Regions from separate parts of the Callithrix jacchus genome. Here region 2 is linked to region 1. The links are chromatin contacts, called in public Hi-C maps. All regions are on one chromosome and are shown on one strand. The core of a region is the stretch at or near the end of the contact, and the rest is flanking DNA. Distances in the headings are between cores, read along the strand shown.

Region 1 (2,681 bases), core at 105-2,604:
GCCCTTTCCCCAGCTTCTCCAAACGTCAACGTCTTGTACGTAACCACTGTACAATGATCAAAATGTGAATATTAACGCTGGTACAGTAGTTTTTACTAATCTACAGACTATTCAATTTTTGTCAATTATCACACTAATGTATATTTTCTGGACCAGGATCCAATCCAAGGATAACACATTACATTTGTTGTTATGCAACTGTGGGTCACCTAAAAAGCAGATGCTACGATGGGATTTAACCTGCAAATATTTTATTAGGAGAAATGCGTGTGTGAGGGAAAATGGGGAAGGAGCTGATAAAAGTTACAAGCGGGCCGGGTGCGGTGGCTCAAGCCTGTAATCCCAGCACTTTGGGAGGCCGAGGTGGGTGGATCACGAGGTCAACAAATAGACCATCCTGGTCAACATGGTGAAACCCCGTCTCTACTAAAAAATACAAAAAATTAGCTGGGCACGGTGGCGCGTGCCTGTAATCCCAGCTACTCAGGAGGCTGAGGCAGGAGAATTGCCTGAACCCAGGAGGCGGAGGTTGCGGTGAGCCGAGATCGCGCCATTGCACCCTAGTCTGGGTAACAAGAGCGAAACTCCGTCTCAAAAAAAAAAAAAAAAAAGGTTACAAGCGGCCGGGCGCGTGGCTCACGCCTATAATCCACGCAATTTGGGAGGCCGAGGCGGGCGAATTAGGAGGTCAGAAGTTTGCTCTGACGACTACGTGACTTAGCGTGAAGTCGCCAAATACGCTATTAAAGACTCAAAAGTTCACCACTGTTTTAAAAGCTGAGTTTGTGACAGGATTGAACAACTGTGGGATTAAGATGGCAGATACCAAAAGAGAGCCCGCTCTTTGCATGACACGATTCCAGGCAATGCTCTTTTAACAGCTACCAGGTGGCAGGCCATGTCCGCACGAGTGACTTGGGGGAAGCGCCCCTTCCCCCGTCACTGAAGCTCCGGGCCTGGGGAGGCTGCGGGGTAAGCTCGCGCGAACCTACCACAGGGGAGTGCGCAAAAAAAGCCTCTCGTACAGAGGTGCCGGGTCTGGGTCGAACGCTCCTTAATTAGAGCCGCCAGCCCGACCGAGGGCAGGGTCTACGGACTGCGGAGCCTGAGAAACACCGGCCGTGTTGCGTTCGCGACACGGCGCCTTCCCAGGATCCTCTTCCTCCGGAGCACAATCCCAGCTCCCAGGCCTCAGGGAGTCGTGCTCATGCAGGGCGACTAAGAAGCCGGTGCGTCCATCACTCACCTGAGAACCCGGAACCTGGACACGGTAGCCGCAACTCAGCAAGCCAGCCTGGGAAGCTCCTGCCCATCAGCTGCCCAGCAGCCGTCTCTGCGCCTGCGGGAGAGCCATCGCTGAGCCGCCGTCACTTCCGTCATTCAAACCGCCTGCCAATGGCGGGACGAAACCGCGGGAACAGGTCCGATCCCGCCTCCCCCGGGGCCGCCGGGAAGGCCGCGCTGCGTTCAAGCCCCGCGCCACGCGCACGCGCACAGGCAAGCGCCAACCTGCGTAGAGGCCCATTATTTGTCACACCTGTCGGGCTTTGAAGCTTACGGCTTTGGGCCGCGCTCTGTGGCTCGCGCCTTTGTTTGTTTGTTTTTTGTTTTTTGAGTCGGAGTTTCGCTCGTTGCCCAAGCTGGAGTGCAATGGCGCGATCTCGGCTCACAGCAACCTCTGCCTCCAGGGTTCAAGCAATTCTCCTGCCTCAGCCTCCCGAGCAGCTGGGACTACAGGCGCACTACACCATGCCCAGCTATTTTTTGTATTTTTAGTAGAGACGAGGTTTCACCATGTTGACCAGGATGGTCTCGATTTCTTGACCTCGTGATCCACCCACCTTGGCCTCCCAAAGTGCTGGGATTACAGGCGTGAGCCACCGCACCCGGCCTGGCTCGTGCCTTTAATCCCAGCACTTTGGGAGGCCGAGGTGGGCCGATCAGTTGAGCCCAAGAGTTCGAGACCACCCTTGACAACATGGTGAAACCTCATAGTTACAAAAAATACAACAACAAAAATAAGCTGGGCGTGGTGGTGGGCGCCTATAATTCCAGCTACTCGGGAGGCTGGGGCAGGAGAATCGCTTGAACCCGGGAGGCGGAGGTTGCAGTGAGCCGAGATCGTGCCACTGTACTCCAGCCTGGGTGACAGAGCCAGAACCTGTCTCAAAAAAAAAAAAAAAAATTGCACAGAGCCACGAGGGTGACTTTCTTTTTAAGGCCCCATCATGGAGATATATATCTTGAGATATGCATCCTTTCTGTACTGACTACGGAATTCATTGGTACTATTAGGTGCATGTAATTTATATAGCTTTCATTTAAGGCCTCCAGCTCATAACAACAGTGAGCCGTAAGTTACCTTATGCCTCCAGAGGTCCAGCGCATGGAGAGCACCTCACGGATTTATCTACTGTAAATAACCAATAATCAGGTGGTGAGCACAGGTTAATATTTATTGAGTATCTGTTATATGCCGAGTACATTATATTAGGTGAAGGGGAGACAAGGGTGAGTGGATTATGATGCCTGTACTAGATTTTGCAGCCTGGGAGCGTGGGGGTTAAACATATCAGGAATCAAAGATTGACAGGATCAAATTTGGCTGCGCTGTGGAGAAAGCTCAGAGAGAGTGAAGACAGAAGGCCAGATACTACTGCAGGAAGTGAAAGATAATAGCG
Region 2 (2,681 bases), core at 66-2,565, 180 kb after region 1:
TCACCCTCCGCTGCTCCTCCTCTGACCCCTCAGCACTCCCTTTGCCTTCTCCGGCCTTGCTGGCCCCTGTGTGCTTCTCAGACGTGCAAGGATGGCCTGCCTGAGGGCCTGAGCCCGGGTCCTGCCCTGCCTGGAAGATCTTCCCAGGAATCTGCACAGGTCCCTTCATCTGGTCCACTGTCACTTTCTCATGAAGCTTTCCCTGTTCAGTTATTCTAAATTTGCAGCCTCTGTGCCTCCAGCAGCACATAGCATCCTCTGACACATGCTCTATCCATTTGTTATTTTTCTGTCTCTCCACACTCCCTGTGAATGAAGACCGCTTCATTACCTGAAGGGAACATTTTTACCTGTTTTGTTCATAGCTGCATCCTCAACATTGTCCCCTGACATATAGGGGATGGTTAAAAAATATTTGAATGATAGATACTTTTATCTTTGTTTGACAGTAGAGTAATTGAGGGTCTTAAGAGGTTAAGTTACTTGCCCAGGATCACAGACCCTAGAATTGCCAAGATGGGACTGGTACCCTGACATGCACTTAACTTACCATGTGCTGCTTTTTCTTGTTAAGTAAGGACAATAATACATAACACAGTTACTTTGAGGATGAAATGAATAATGCACAGAAAAGCACTTTGTAAATCCAAGTGTGCCCCCAAACATGTCTTATCTATTTTATTGAGAACTCTGGCTTTTCATGTCTCTGTCATTCGACAACCCACTCAAAAGTTCTTTTGTGTTCCTGGATTTTTATTTGGGAGTAGCTGATACTGCTGCCACTGCCACCAAATAACATTTTCTTCTTTTTTCTGCCCTCGGTGTGAGGAGTGTGTGTGTGTGTGTGTGTGTGTGTGTGTGTGTGTGTGTGTGTATCTTTTATCTGTCTGTAGCTGTGATCCCTTCTCCCCCCACAAACTCACTGGCCTTCAGGTTGAGAGCTTTCCTGACCCCTGTGGCCTGTTGGTAGCAGGGAGCAGTGGAGCTGGCACCTGTGTGGCTATAATTGTTGTTGTATATGTTCCTGGGGAAGACACTTACGCTATCAGCAGGTGCTTCGCGGGTGTCAGGAGTCCTATCTTGCACAATTCTCCTGGCAGCCTGCTTGCCCCCTGCCCCCACTCTGCAGCAGACTGGAGTGAAGTGATCACAGACCCATTATGACTAAATACCAGGGACATAAAATGAAGCAAGCACACTTGATGAACCGCAGAGCTACTGCTCTCAAGTGCAGAATTTATGTCTCCCTGAATCTAGGGCAGCGTCCCTGGGCTTACAGCGTAAAGCATAGAGCAGTTTGGCCCTTCTAATGCTTCATGTTGTAACGACACAGCTACAAGAAGGGATGGTGGAGCTTTCCCCATATATACCCTTCTTGTTTATTAATTTGCGTTCCTGATCTTGAAGTGGGAGAAGCATGAAGCCACTTAGCACCTTAAGCTGTTTTTTTTTCTGAAGACAGGAGAGCTTTGACATTTCAGAAAAGGAGAACAGCATTGAGAATAGGCTAGTGGTTGGCTGTCTGGGCCTAGTTACTGTTCTCACATGGGTTGTACTGTGGGATGTAATTGACATGTGCAGGGACTTAGCATGGACTCCAGGTCAGGTCATGCTGTTCTCAGCAGGCACCCCTTCAACAGCCTGTGACATCCTTGGCTCTCTCCATGCTATTGGCCCTGGGCAGTGTAGGGGTGGGTGGAGAGAGTTGGGCTTTTCTTGGGGGCCTTCAGAGCAGCCTGACCCACACTGAGAACTCAAGCAGGATGTGATGTATCTTTTAACCTAGAATGACTGCCCAGCTGACCTGCAGCAGCACCTTCCGGCATCAGGGCTAGCCTGATTATAAGCAACAAACATTACTTGCTGCCAAATGAGACATACCCAGAGGGCCTGTGTTCCTCTCACACTCCTCCCTGTGTCCTCAGCTTCCAGAGCTGACAGCCAGGAACCAGGCATGGACTCTTGATCTGCATCCCATTGGTCCACATGCCTTGTCGGGAATAGCCTGGGCTTCCAGAAGCAACTGCGTGGAGTGGGAGGAACACAGTTTCTGAGCCAGACAGAGCTTGATTGGAATCCCAGCTGCACTATTGGCTTTCTAACCACCTGGGGCCTGCTCTAAGCCTCTATTCCCTTTTCTGCAAAATGGGGATGAAGGCTGCTGTGAGGCTTGCGTGTTGTGGAGGGTTTCAATGCAGTCGCCTGACAGGTACTGAGCATTCAGGAAGTGGTAGGTAGCTGCTGTTCGTATTTGTCGGGTGGTTGGGAGGCACTGTGGGGTCACACAGAGAGGATAGGTGGGCTTTGAAATGAGGTCTAAGTTAAAATCCTCATTCAGTTGGTCATTCATTAAATATTTAATGAGTGCTTATTGCAGGTTTTATAGTGGAGTTGAGATTGTGCTTGTTCCCAGCAGTCTTTGGTCTTGGGCAACAGTGTACTTTACTGAATCTCAGTTTCATCATTTAAATGGGGGTAAAAATACCAATCTTGTATGATTGTGGTGGGAATGAAATAAGTATTTATAAATGGCAGCTAGCTAGTTTATTATTACATAATTTTCTATTCTAACCCAATGGTTAGTTGCCTAAGATGAACTGCTTGTCTTAAAATATTCCATCTTTGATATTCAGTCCAGCAGATGTTTGTTGAGCACCTGTTACATAAAAGGCATCATGCCA

What was found. A called contact is a pair of places that touch in the nucleus more often than the background predicts.
Region 2: a Hi-C map of skeletal muscle shows a contact between it and region 1, with 3 times the contacts expected there. The contact joins the enhancer-like site here to the promoter of CEP295 in region 1. A contact is called at or near these places in 3 of 3 Hi-C or Micro-C datasets (induced pluripotent stem cells and skeletal muscle).

What each region holds. Positions count from the first base shown.
Region 1 is chr10:46,692,395-46,695,075 of calJac240_pri, forward strand. It overlaps CEP295 (centrosomal protein 295), which reads right to left and starts at 1,355. Exons shown (of 28, transcript XM_078339946.1): 1 at 1,247-1,355.
Region 2 is chr10:46,869,711-46,872,391 of calJac240_pri, forward strand. The region is part of intron 14 of DEUP1 (deuterosome assembly protein 1); the gene reads right to left. All of the region lies in intron 2 of LOC103796120, which reads left to right. Among named protein-coding and RNA genes, the nearest start is that of DEUP1, 130 kb to the right of the region's middle. Within about 2 kb of position 1,316, at least 2 of the 16 cell types and tissues checked have an H3K27ac peak or open chromatin away from gene starts, as enhancers often do. A contact at or near this core is called in skeletal muscle, where this site is marked.